Linked DNA regions of Capra hircus: region 1 is linked to region 2. A link is a contact called in public Hi-C data. All regions are on one chromosome and are shown on one strand. Each heading gives the region's core, a stretch centred on a gene start, on an enhancer-like site or on the middle of the called end of the contact. The rest is flanking DNA. Distances are from core to core; before and after follow the strand shown. Region 1 overlaps CFAP45 (cilia- and flagella-associated protein 45). Region 2 has its middle 10 kb from the start of FCRL6.

Region 1 (5,309 bases), core at 1,487-3,986, 110 kb before region 2:
CTCCTGGTGGACACAAGTTCAGGGTGAACCTGTTTGCCTGATTGCAGCTGGCAGTCGTTCATCCACTGAAGTTTATCAGGCATCAACCACCCGCCAGCTGTGTGCAAGGTGCTTCTCAGCGTTAGTGTCCTCGGATCCCTACCGTAACCTTGTGAGATGGTGGGGGCATGGAGGAGGTCAGATGGTAGCATCAGCTGTGAAGGGGGCTTGGTGTTCAGATGACGAGGTTGGAGGTGACGGCACTGTGCATTTCTGGAGAGGAGAGCCCATGTGGCCTCGCAAGAGACTGCTCGCGGGAAGCGAGAACTGGGCTGACACTGCATCATCCTCCTGCCCTCCTTCCTTCCCTGCTGCGCAAGGGCTTGGACTTCTTCAGCTCAGAAACCTCAGAAGTCCTCCTCCTTGCTGGGCTGGTGTCCAGGGAAGCCACTGCTCCTGTAGGGCGTCTCCTGTGTTTCAGGATTTACCCAGGTGCTTTCCCAAACACCCACCCAACCTTCCCTCAGCACGGGCTGGCGAAGCATCTGCCTTGCCCTGGGTGCAGATGGCGGTCGGTACTGATGAGCCCAAATTTCTGCCTCTCCTTGCAGCCATTAAGCACAGCTGGCGTGCTGAGCTCCGCCTCTACTGCTTCCAACAGGTCAAGGAGTAGGCCTCGCTATCGGACCAAAGCCCTGAGCTCCGAGGTGGATGAGAGCCTTTTTGGAGCTGTCAAGGTAATGGTCACTCAGTCCCTCCAGGGAGCTGTCACCTGGAGGCAGTGACCTGAACTGGCTAGTGTTGCTCAGGACAAAGCTAGCTCTGGACAGGTCACCCCCTCTCCCAGGGAACTCTCAGACTGAAGGAATTGGGGGTTTCTGAGGCTCTAGTGGACAAGCTCAGACACTTTGTGGGGCTCATGTAAACAGGCTACCTGGTTTCCTCCACCCTTGAGATCTTTACATCTGTGCAGCATTTGAAGATGTGTTATAATGCTGAACGGAGGCTCAACTGCTGAACCCTCAGTGTCTGCCTTGCTCAGCGAACGCCCTGTGATGGAAACGTTTGAGTGTCGGTGGCCCAGGCTTGCAGATATAGAACAGCATAATTGTTGTTCAACATAATCCCCCCTCCATCCAAGAATAGCTCAGAGTAGAACACAAATCATCCTTCTTTCCCAGCTGCTCAGCTAAAACAGTTACTTTGCTTTGGAAAACGAGCAAGTAAATATTTATTTGCAAATATCACCCAGTCTAAGAGGTTGATGGCTAGAGAAGGAGAGCCAGAGACTTACTTGGAGCGATCTTGGTTACACGTGACATTCAGAAGGTGGGAAGGGAGGAGAGCAAGAGAATGAGATGCGGAGAGAAGAGCGGTGAGAGACTGAGAAAGAAAAGGGACATTGGAGCTGTTAAGAGAGTAAATCCTAAGAGTTTTCAGCACAGAAAAATTGGTCTGTTTTTTTCAATTTTGTATCGATATGAGATGACGGCTGTTCTCTAAACTTGCTGTGATTATCACTTCATGATGGAAAATCAAATAGTTATACTATACCTTAAACCTAAACAGTAGGGTCATGAAGACAAGGCTATGGTTTTTCCAGTGGTCATGTATGGATGTGAGAGATGGACTGTAAAGAAAGCTGAGCACTGAAGAATTGATGCCTTTGAGCTGTGGTGTTGGAGAAGATTCTTCAGAGTCCCTTGGACTACAAGGAGATCCAACCAGTCCATCCTAAAGGAAATCAGTCCTGGGTGTTCGTTGGAAGGACTGATGTTGAAGCTGAAACTCCAATATTTTGGCCACCTGATGCTAAGAGTTGACTCATTTGAAAAGACCCTGGTGCTGGGAAAGATTGAAGGCAGGAGGAGAAGGGGATGACAGAGGATGAGATGGCTGGATGGCATCACCGACTCAATGGACATAAGTTTGAGTAAACTCCGGGAGTTGGTGATGGACAGGGAGGCCTGGCATGCTGAGGTTCATGGGGTTACAAAGAGTTGGACACAGCTGAGTGGCTGAACTGAACTGAAACAGTAGGTCAACTATGTCCCAATAAAACTGGAAGGGAGGGAAAAAGAGAGAAAAAAATAGAGGAAAGGGAAAAAGAAGAAAGACACCAGTAGTGGTTTAAGCACTGGCGTGAACACCACTAGCTGCAGGTGGACCAGGGAGAGAAGAGTTGATGTCTCTCCTTTGTTGCAGTTCAGTTGCTAAGTTATGTCCAATTCTTTGTGACCCCACAGACTGCAGCACACCAGGCTTCTTAGTCCTTTACTATCTCCGGGCGTTTGCTCAAACTCATGTCCATTGAGTCAGTGATGCCGTCCAACCATCTCATCCTCTGTTGCCTCCTCCTCTTGCCCTCAATCTTTCCCAGCATCAGGATCTTTTTTGATGTCTACCCTTACCCTTCAGTCTTCTCACTGTGAATCAAAAAGGACTTTCCAGATTGTTCCAGATGGGTATCTTTCTGCCTTTAGAAGCTGTTTCCTATTGACAAGGGAAAGAATCAAAGCAATTCACTTTCACTTACAGTCATGTTGTTTATTTGTCTTGAGTCCATGGGGACTCTTCTAGCTAAAGTGAAGACAGGTTTGGAAATGGCCCACTTCTCCAGACTTAGTCCTGCTGGCTTGCCAAAGGGGGCGGTGGCACACTGCCTATTCCTGGCTCAGACTTCTGGGCTTATTGTTGGACCAGAGTCTCGGAAGCCTCCCAGCCGGCAGCAGAGGGCAGAAGCGGCCTGTGACCTGACTGAGTTGAGCCACTTGGAAGCAGAGACGGGCGCCAGGCGGCAGCAGCACCCCGGGAACGGGTGTGCGCAGTGCCGGTCTCCAGACAGGAAGGGCTCCACCTAAGCCATGCCCCTGCCTGCACTCAGGATCGCAGACACTGTGTTCATGACACATGAAGTCCTCTCCTCTGTGGACAATTCCCTGAAACAAATGATTTTGTTTTCTTGTTATCTAACTCCTTCATGGTCAGAAAGTTGAAAAAACTCATGTATCTAATTTGTGTTTTCCTTGCTGAATTCTAACTCACTGACTGCCTCATCATATTAGATTTAAGGGCAGATCCACCAGGCCATATTTCTAACTTCCCCCATAGGGCTTTTTTTGGGGGGGGGGGAATCAAAGTAAATGAATAATTAGAAAAGATTGAAAATAACAAATATCATAGATTGAATGTGTCCCTAAGGAACTGTATGCTAAAGACCCTCAATGTGGTCCAAGAGAGCTAATTAGTTTTTCTTTTGTAAATGATGGAGGGAGAAGAACCAAAATACCCCAAATTTTCATTCCTGATGGTTTCAGGTTAGGAATGGACACACACTAGCAAAACTCTCCCTGGGCCTCCAATCCCTCTGGGAGTATCTGCACGCATTATAGAGAAGCCTTGCTCTCAGAGAGCCGGTTGTTACAGATCACATCTGGCCGCCACGCTGCTTGCTCAGTGCCCTGGCTACTCTGGGTACCCCTGCAGTCTGGGCTCCAGCTGATTTCCCCTGACGCTGGATGGGGTGGAGATGCCACCCTCTGCTAACCAGCAAGAAGTGGGGTGACCAGCTTCTAAGCTGCCCTTCCTGACCCCCCAGCCCCTGACCCGGAGTGACAGCCCCATCGTGCTGCTCCGAGACAAGCATGCCATTCGGAAAACCCTCACAGCGCTGGGCTTGGACCACAAGCCGGAGAGCATCCAGCTCATCACCCGGGACATGGTCCGGGAGCTAATGTGAGTACCCAGGGCACGGAGCCCTTCTGTGAGGACATGTGTTGGGGGAGGGGGAGCCCACCTGGTCTCGTCCTGTCGCTGAGGACCCCACCTCTTTCCTATCCATTTCCTGCCTTTGGTTCCTTGGTTCCTGTTTCTTCTCCATTTTGACCTGCTTCTCCCCGCCTTGTATCTATTACCGCCACTGCCCTCGATTCCCAGCTACTGGCTACTGTGGGTCCTGTGGGGCTGGTAGATGGTAGGTTCTTGGGGGAGGGGGTCCCTTCTGAGCCCTGAATAGTGCACTGGGTCGGGGAGGTGTCCAGATGAGTCATTTCCTTCTGGCCTCATCAAGAATCTGAAGCAAAGGAAAAACTGACCAGATGCCTAATTAGTCCCAGGGCTTCTTCCCAGGCTCTGAGGCCAGAAGAGGAAATTCCCCAAAGCTCTGGGGTTCCTTTGGGATTAGCTCAGCACAGCTTCCTGACTGCAGCAGCCCCCTTGCTTGGGCCCCTCCTGCGGGGTTAGGCCCAGCTCAGTCACATGAAGGGAGCCAACCCTGTCACTCAGAGGTTCAGCTCTTCTGCTGGTGCTCCATTCTCTAAACCGTTCTTCCAACTATGGCTCCACTCACGACACACTTGCATTCCCAGAAAATGCATCCTATTTCGCGATCTGGGGAGGCAGGGCTGGTCCACAGGTCCAAGAGCGCCGTCTGGTCAGCTCTGGCGTTGAAGGGCCAGATGTGGTAGTGGCCCTGCAGACACACTTGTGGCCCAAGAAAGGGCTCCTTCTCTTTATTTATTTATTTGTGTGCTTAGCTGAGTCGGGTGTTAGTAGGGGCACATGGGATCTTCCTTGAGTCCTGAGGGATGTCAGGCTCCAGCATGCGCAGGCTCAGTGCTTGCGGTGTGCAGGCTTAGTCGCTCTGCCAAATGTGGGGTCATAGTTCCCAGCCAGGGAAGGAAACAGTGTCCCCTGCATTGCAAGGCAGAGTCTTTTCTTTTTAATGTATTGTTAATTGAAGGATAATTGCTTTATAGTATTGCACTGGTTTCTACCAAACACGCACATGAATCAGCCATGGGTTTACGCATGGCCTCTCCCACTTAAACATCCCTCTTACCTCCGTCCCCATCCCACCCCTCTAGGTTGTTACCAAGCCAAACAGATTCTTAATCACTGGACGACCAGTGAAGTCCCAAGGGCTCCTTCGTGGACTGGTCCAGCCCTAAAAACACATTGGAGGCGAAGTCTCGGGTAACTTGTCAGGGTTCTGAGAACAACACGAGACGCTGTCTCAGATTCACATCATTCCTAGTCACTCCAGATACCAGGCTGTTTGGGGCCACAGCACCCAGGGAAAAACAAAGTCTTGGCTAAGCCTCAAGTCCACTTACTCATGTGTCCACCTCCTGGACACCTCTCCTCAACCAGTTTTATGGGATGAGGTTTCACTTCCTGCCTCCGACCATCTGCGTCTGTTTGCCATGTGCCTGTTAGACGCCCCACCCAGAAGCAGCTTTATGCCCACTCCCCTGCTCCATCGCTAATGTATGTCATCTGTTTGTAATCATTATAATTACCTATTGGTTTGTTGAATGCGTTGGGCAGCT
Region 2 (5,880 bases), core at 1,066-3,565:
TCTCCTCCTGTTCCCTGAATAATGGGAAGACGGTAGACGTGTGTATTTAGAGAAGGTGGTGGTAGAGGATTGGGTGCACTGGGCCCTGGAGTTGGACGCCCGTGAGCAAATAAAAACTAAAAAGTGGCAACGAGGTATCTGGAAACGAGCACGGGGTTTGAGTCAGACAGACCAGAGTTCGGGTCCTGGGCACAGGGTTTGAGTCAGACAGACCGGAGTTCGGTCCCGGCTCAGCTGCATTCACTGTGCACCTTGGGTTTCACTCTCATCCGTCTCCTGCTGCACCAGTTTCTCTCTCCACTGGGTTCCTTTCGTCCGCCTGTAGTTGTGCACAAGTACCATCCCAAACCAAACGAACCTTGCCCTCTGCCTTCCTCATCCCTTTCAGCCTCCCCCCATGCTTCTCCTCCCTTTACTGCCAGTTTCTCAGAGGAGTCGCCCACAAACCCTGTCTCCTCTTCTGCAACCCCTCCCCAGTTCTCACTCTTGGATGATCTGACTTCAGCCCCCACCATACCACTGACCCACTTCTGTCACTCACGATGGCTCCTCTGTGTCCAGCCTCAAGGACCTGCCCCCTGATCGCCTGGCTCCTCAGCAGCATTTCCAAAAGTCGGGCTGCTTCTCTCCTGAAACACTCTCGACATCCATCACCTCCCCCTCGTCTGACCGTCTCCTACTTCTCTCGCTAATCCTTCTTAGTCTGTTTACTGGACCCTTTTCTTCCTGACATTGAATGTAGGGGTTCTCAGAGCTCAATCCTGGGATCCCCTCCCTTCCCATCTCTTCTCTGTTTATGCTGTTTCCCTGGCCCCACAGCATTAAATAGTGTAAGGCAACCCCAAATTTACATATCCTGACCTGACCCGATCTCTCTGGTGGACTCTGACCCTGAATATACAACTGTTGGTTCTCCTCCTCCACTGGGGTGGTTCACAAATATTTCAAACTTTGCATATCCAAAAGAAAACACTTTGTCCCTCTTCTTGCTGGGAACAAATTACCCTTCCACTGTTCCCACCCTCTTCCCCATGTTTTCTCATCTCAGTAAGCATCACCACTCAGAAACTTCAGAGCCATTTCTTACTGCTATTCTATTATCTAGTTCTATAGGTTCCTCTCCAAAATATGTCTCAAATCCACCTCATTCTCTCCATCTTTACTGCTACCTATAATGGAGTTCCTGATATCTTTTGCCTCCATCACTGGGAAAGCCTCTTTATTTCTTTTCCACGCCTCTGCTCTTGCCCTCCCATGCTTTTCACAGAGAAGAAAGACCTGACTTAACACGGAATATAAACAGATCCACTGTAAACACTCCCTGACTTGCACCAGAATGAAACATACCCTGTTTTGTAAAGCCCAGAAGGGGGAGCCTCGGCTTTCTAGCCTCATGTGAAGCCAGCTGCTTCTCTTCCTTTGCTGTGGATCATCCTTCAGGTCTGTGAACTACCTCAGAGCTTTCCTCCTCACAGCTTTCATCTGCTGCTTCTTTTGCCTCTGAGCCTCTGCCCCTGCCCTCACCTCTTCTTCCCCCCTCCATAGAGTGTAATGATATAAAATTAAGGAAAGTGTTATAGATAAAGTAAGAAGCATCTGAATACTCACCACCCAGCTCTATTTAAAATGCTGTCTTATTTGCTTCAGATTTTTGTCTTTCTTAATGGAATAAAGTAGTATGGAATTAGCTGAAGACATCTTGCCCCTGGACTCCTTCCTAATTCTTGTCTCTCTTCTTTCCCAGAAGTAACTTCTGAATTTGGTATTCATCATCCCCCTACCCCCGTCTTTTTTTTTTTTATTTTACTTTCCTTACATGCCTTTGTATCCATCAACAATATTTAGTTTGCAGATATTGTGGGAGGGTTTTATTGTGGGAAGATTCTGCAACTCACCCAGTTCTTCAGCATGGTTTCTGAGAGGGATCTATACTGAAACAGGTGGTTCTGGCTGTTATTTCTACGAAGGCACAGTATTTCATTGGATACAAATGTCCAACTTGATTTATTCTCCTAATGATCAATTATAGTGCCATTTTCAATTTTTGGCCATTATATACAAGGCTGCAAAGAACATCTGAACACATCTCCTTGTACACATACTTGAGAGTTTCTCTAAGGTAAAAGCCTTAAAATCGGAATTTCTGAGTAATTTCTGCAACTTTGCTAGGTAGTGCCGGATTGCTCTTCAAAGGGGTTGAACAGTCTCCACTCCCACCGCAGCCGGGACGTTTCCCGAGCTCCTTATTCTCACTACCGAGCTGCCGAGCTCGGTCAGGCCTCCAGGGGGCGCCGTGCAGCTCCCTGTAATTCGTGGCGGCCGCGCCGCAGCTGCCGGACGCCGCTTTTCTCCCTGCTATTAATAGTTCGTGGTCCGCCGGGCCAGCAGTCATTGCTGAAGGCGGTATCTCAGGGACACGTTTAGGGCAAGCTCCAGCCCCTGGGTCGCTGGGAGATGTCGTCTTAATCCTCCTCTCTTCCAAATCTTTTCTAAAATTTGAAAGCAGTACGAAACAAAAACTTCTCCGTCTTGAACTAAAACCAAACAAGAACCTAGGTTCCTAAAAGAAACATCTGTATGCTTAATATCCGAATATACAATGCTAACATGTTAACCTCTGTGTTTGCTTCAGATGTTTTCTTTTTAAGACACAAAACATTCCAGTTACACTTGGAATTCTCTTCCTGTTCTTTCACCTCTTTGCCTTCGGGAGGAGGTTAAGATCCTGAGTTTGGCGAGTATCCAAACGATACATTTGCATAACATGTATGTATCCATAAACAATGTATAGTATTATTTATTTTTTATATACACAAGTGGTATTCTGTACCGAATACTCCTGCAGCTTTATTTCCTATGCACACATTGTTTCTAAGATATATCTAGCTCATTCAGTGTTTATCTATTCTCCTAGCAATGTATTTTTTATATTGTTTTCAGCTTTTGCGTATTTAAACAATGCTGCATGCACACTTCAGGAGGGTGAAGATGTTTGTGTTTTGTTCATGTTTACTTTTGAGCCCCTTACAAGTGTGTCTGGTACATGGAAGTTACTTGATAAATTTGCATTGAGTGAATGAATAAATGAATAGCCTCATACATGTTTCTAGGTGACCCACATGCAGACTTTGCCTAGAATATACATATAAAAGTGAAGAGGCTGGATTTTCAGGTGAACTCGGCATGTTACTCTCCAAGGTTTACTATTGTTTGGGTTTCCAGCTGACGAGTGCCAGCCAGGACAGCCCTGGGACCCAGGGTGGTCTGGCGTTCGTAGCAGTTTCCATGCGTCTGAGATCCTGCATGTTCCTGTGGTGGGAGCTGTCTTTGGTGTCCCTGGCACTGCCACTCCTTGGCACACAGCATGTCCTTTACTTACAGGAGAATGTGCCATCTGGTCTGTTTGGCTCCTCTGTATTTGACAAATTGACCACTGTTGGGAGAAGAGAAGGCAAGTTCAAAGTTAAGCTGATGGGTGTAATGGGAGAGAGGGCTGGAGAGCAGGGTGCAACTGAGGCAGAAGGATGAACTCAGAGGGCACCCCTTGGCTTTGGGACAGCAGGGAGAGAAATGCCAGGTGCTGGGCTGAATGCAGCCCCAGGGGTCACCTTTCCCGTGGGCCTGTGAATCGGGCCAATAGCTCAAGATGCGAAATGAGACTCCAGTGGATCCGCCAGAGCAGTGGGTGTGCAGGAGCCAGTACCCGCTGCCATCGGAAAGGCCCACTTTTCTAGCATGTAGGATGACACACACTTGAGATCCTTTCCCGTTTGGAAATCATTAAAAAATGATAACCTGCAAACTCAGAGGGTGAGCACTCTGACTTAAACAACCCTTCTTCTTTCTTTTGCAAAGCATTAAAGTCATTAACTTCCAGCAAGCAGGGAAAGGTTCTTACTTTTCTCTTCTGAGAAGTGTTAAAAATCAGCTGCTATGAGACCTTGTCTGTCACTGGCGGTGTGAAATCACAGAGAACTGTCCCGCTGCCAAGTTGTGGGGCCATTCTGTCACTGTGTAACCTAGTGGCCTGTCCTCTGCTCAGAAGCCGTGGGGATTTCGCCCTGTGGACCAGGTATGATCCTACCCCTTGGCTGGGAGGTTCTGTTGCCCTTTCACTTTTACTGTCTTAGTTTAACCATGTGTTTGCTGCTACTGGAGGAGGTTTTGCCTCATCTCTGCCAAGTAACCCTACACCTTTCCCTCTCCCTCTCTGTCACCCACTCATCTTGTCCATCTCTTTCTCTAAGCCCCCATGTGTGGACTCATTACCTGATACATAAAATTTGAATTTTTAATAACATCCAACATTTGTATATCCCCCTACGCTATCTGACCACACCCTCCACATCTCACTGAAGGTTCAGCTTCGTGAATTTTACCAGACACATTCCTCTTATCTCTTTAATCACTAAGTGTTTATACATTGCATCTTTTCTAATTACAGGTAATCATCTTTGCAAGCACACTTAGGGGTGTATCCGTCATGTATTCCCCAGTAGATTATACATTCCCCTAAATTTATTATATTCTTTCCATTCCTGGATCTGTGTGCAGATACCCAGGCGGGTGGGGGCATGTCAATTAACCAGTCACCACATGCTTACTGAGCACCCAGGTGCCAGGCATCCCGCTGAATGGGTTTTGGGCATGGTCCTGAGACTCTTGTAGGAAAGAGAGAAGTCGAACAACTGAGTGAATCATTATAGGTAAGCAAAGGGCCACAAGGTAGAACAGATGCTCTGGGAATATGTGTGAGTGTATGTGGGGGTGGTTGGATGCCATTTCCCAGGAAATGGTGTTAAACGGAGACCCACAGTGGGGGTAGAAGTTGGGAGCTAGGCAGAGCTGGGGAACGAATCATCTCAGGCAAAGGGAATAGCATGTGCCCAGACTGTCATGCAGAGAGCATAAAGCATCTGGCAACATGCAGAAAAAAGGGTAATTCAGCTGGCGTGGGTTGCCTCAACCTTATACATTCCAAAAGTCTTCAGGACTGCCTCTGGATCAGCTCCTGTAAAATGACCTCTGAACTCTTGGAATATCCTGCCTGGAAAGAGCACCTCTGTACACCTGAGACCTTGGGCCGGGCCAGAGAGTCTATGCTAACAAAGTGACATGGTGAGTGCCTATTTTTAGACCCTGCGGACTTTTGGGGCCTTCAATATCAATTTGAGCGGCTTAATCAGTTGTGCAAATGCTGCCGATATGATACTCAAATGACCCCCAACAAAAGCCCTGGACACCGTGGCCCGGGTGAACCGCCCTGGTTGGCAATATTTATGTGTCGTCACGCATTGCCGCTGGGAGAGCGCAGTACCCCCCCAGAGGGCATCACTGGAGCCCCCGCCTGGCTTCTCCTGGACTCTGTCCCACGCGCCTGTATTCTCTGCAGGCTGTGATTTGTGTCCTTTCACTGCAGTAAACCACAGTAGAGAGGGTGACAGCTTTTCTGCGAGTCCCTCTAGCAAATCATCAAACAGAGCGGTCTTGCGTGCGCGTGCGCTAAGTTGCTTCAGTCGTGTCTGACTCTTTGTGACCCCATGGACTGTAGTCCACCAGGCTGCTCTGTTGATGGGATTCTCCAGGCAAGGAGTGGAGTGGGTTACCATGCCCTCCTCCAGGGGATCTTCCCCACCCAGGGACCAAACCGGAGTCTCTTATGTCTCCTGCATTGGCAGGCGGGTTCTTCACACCAAGGAAGCCTGAGAGTGATCTCAGGAACCGCCCCCCTTCCCCAAATACAGGTAGAACAGGAGGAGGGAATGATAGAGGGGAGGAAGGAGATGGAGAAAGGGACTGGACTTTTCAGCCTTCTAGGTCAAGCTCAAGAATGACACGGTTCTGCCTGTGGGATTGATTCCAGTGTGGTTACTTTATTTC

The links. Hi-C and Micro-C count contacts between places; a contact is called where the count stands out from the background.
Region 1: a contact with region 2 is called in a Hi-C map of blood, with 4 times the contacts expected there. The contact joins two enhancer-like sites. A contact is called at or near these places in 2 of 5 Hi-C or Micro-C datasets (blood and liver).

What each region holds. Positions count from the first base shown.
Region 1 is chr3:110,131,333-110,136,641 of ARS1.2, reverse strand. It overlaps CFAP45 (cilia- and flagella-associated protein 45), which reads left to right. Exons shown (of 12, transcript XM_018046356.1): 2 at 591-716; 3 at 3,578-3,714. Among named protein-coding and RNA genes, the nearest start is that of CFAP45, 20 kb to the left of the region's middle. Within about 2 kb of position 2,736, at least 3 of the 5 cell types and tissues checked have an H3K27ac peak or open chromatin away from gene starts, as enhancers often do.
Region 2 is chr3:110,019,491-110,025,370 of ARS1.2, reverse strand. No RefSeq gene overlaps it. Among named protein-coding and RNA genes, the nearest start is that of FCRL6, 10 kb to the left of the region's middle. Within about 2 kb of position 2,315, at least 2 of the 5 cell types and tissues checked have an H3K27ac peak or open chromatin away from gene starts, as enhancers often do.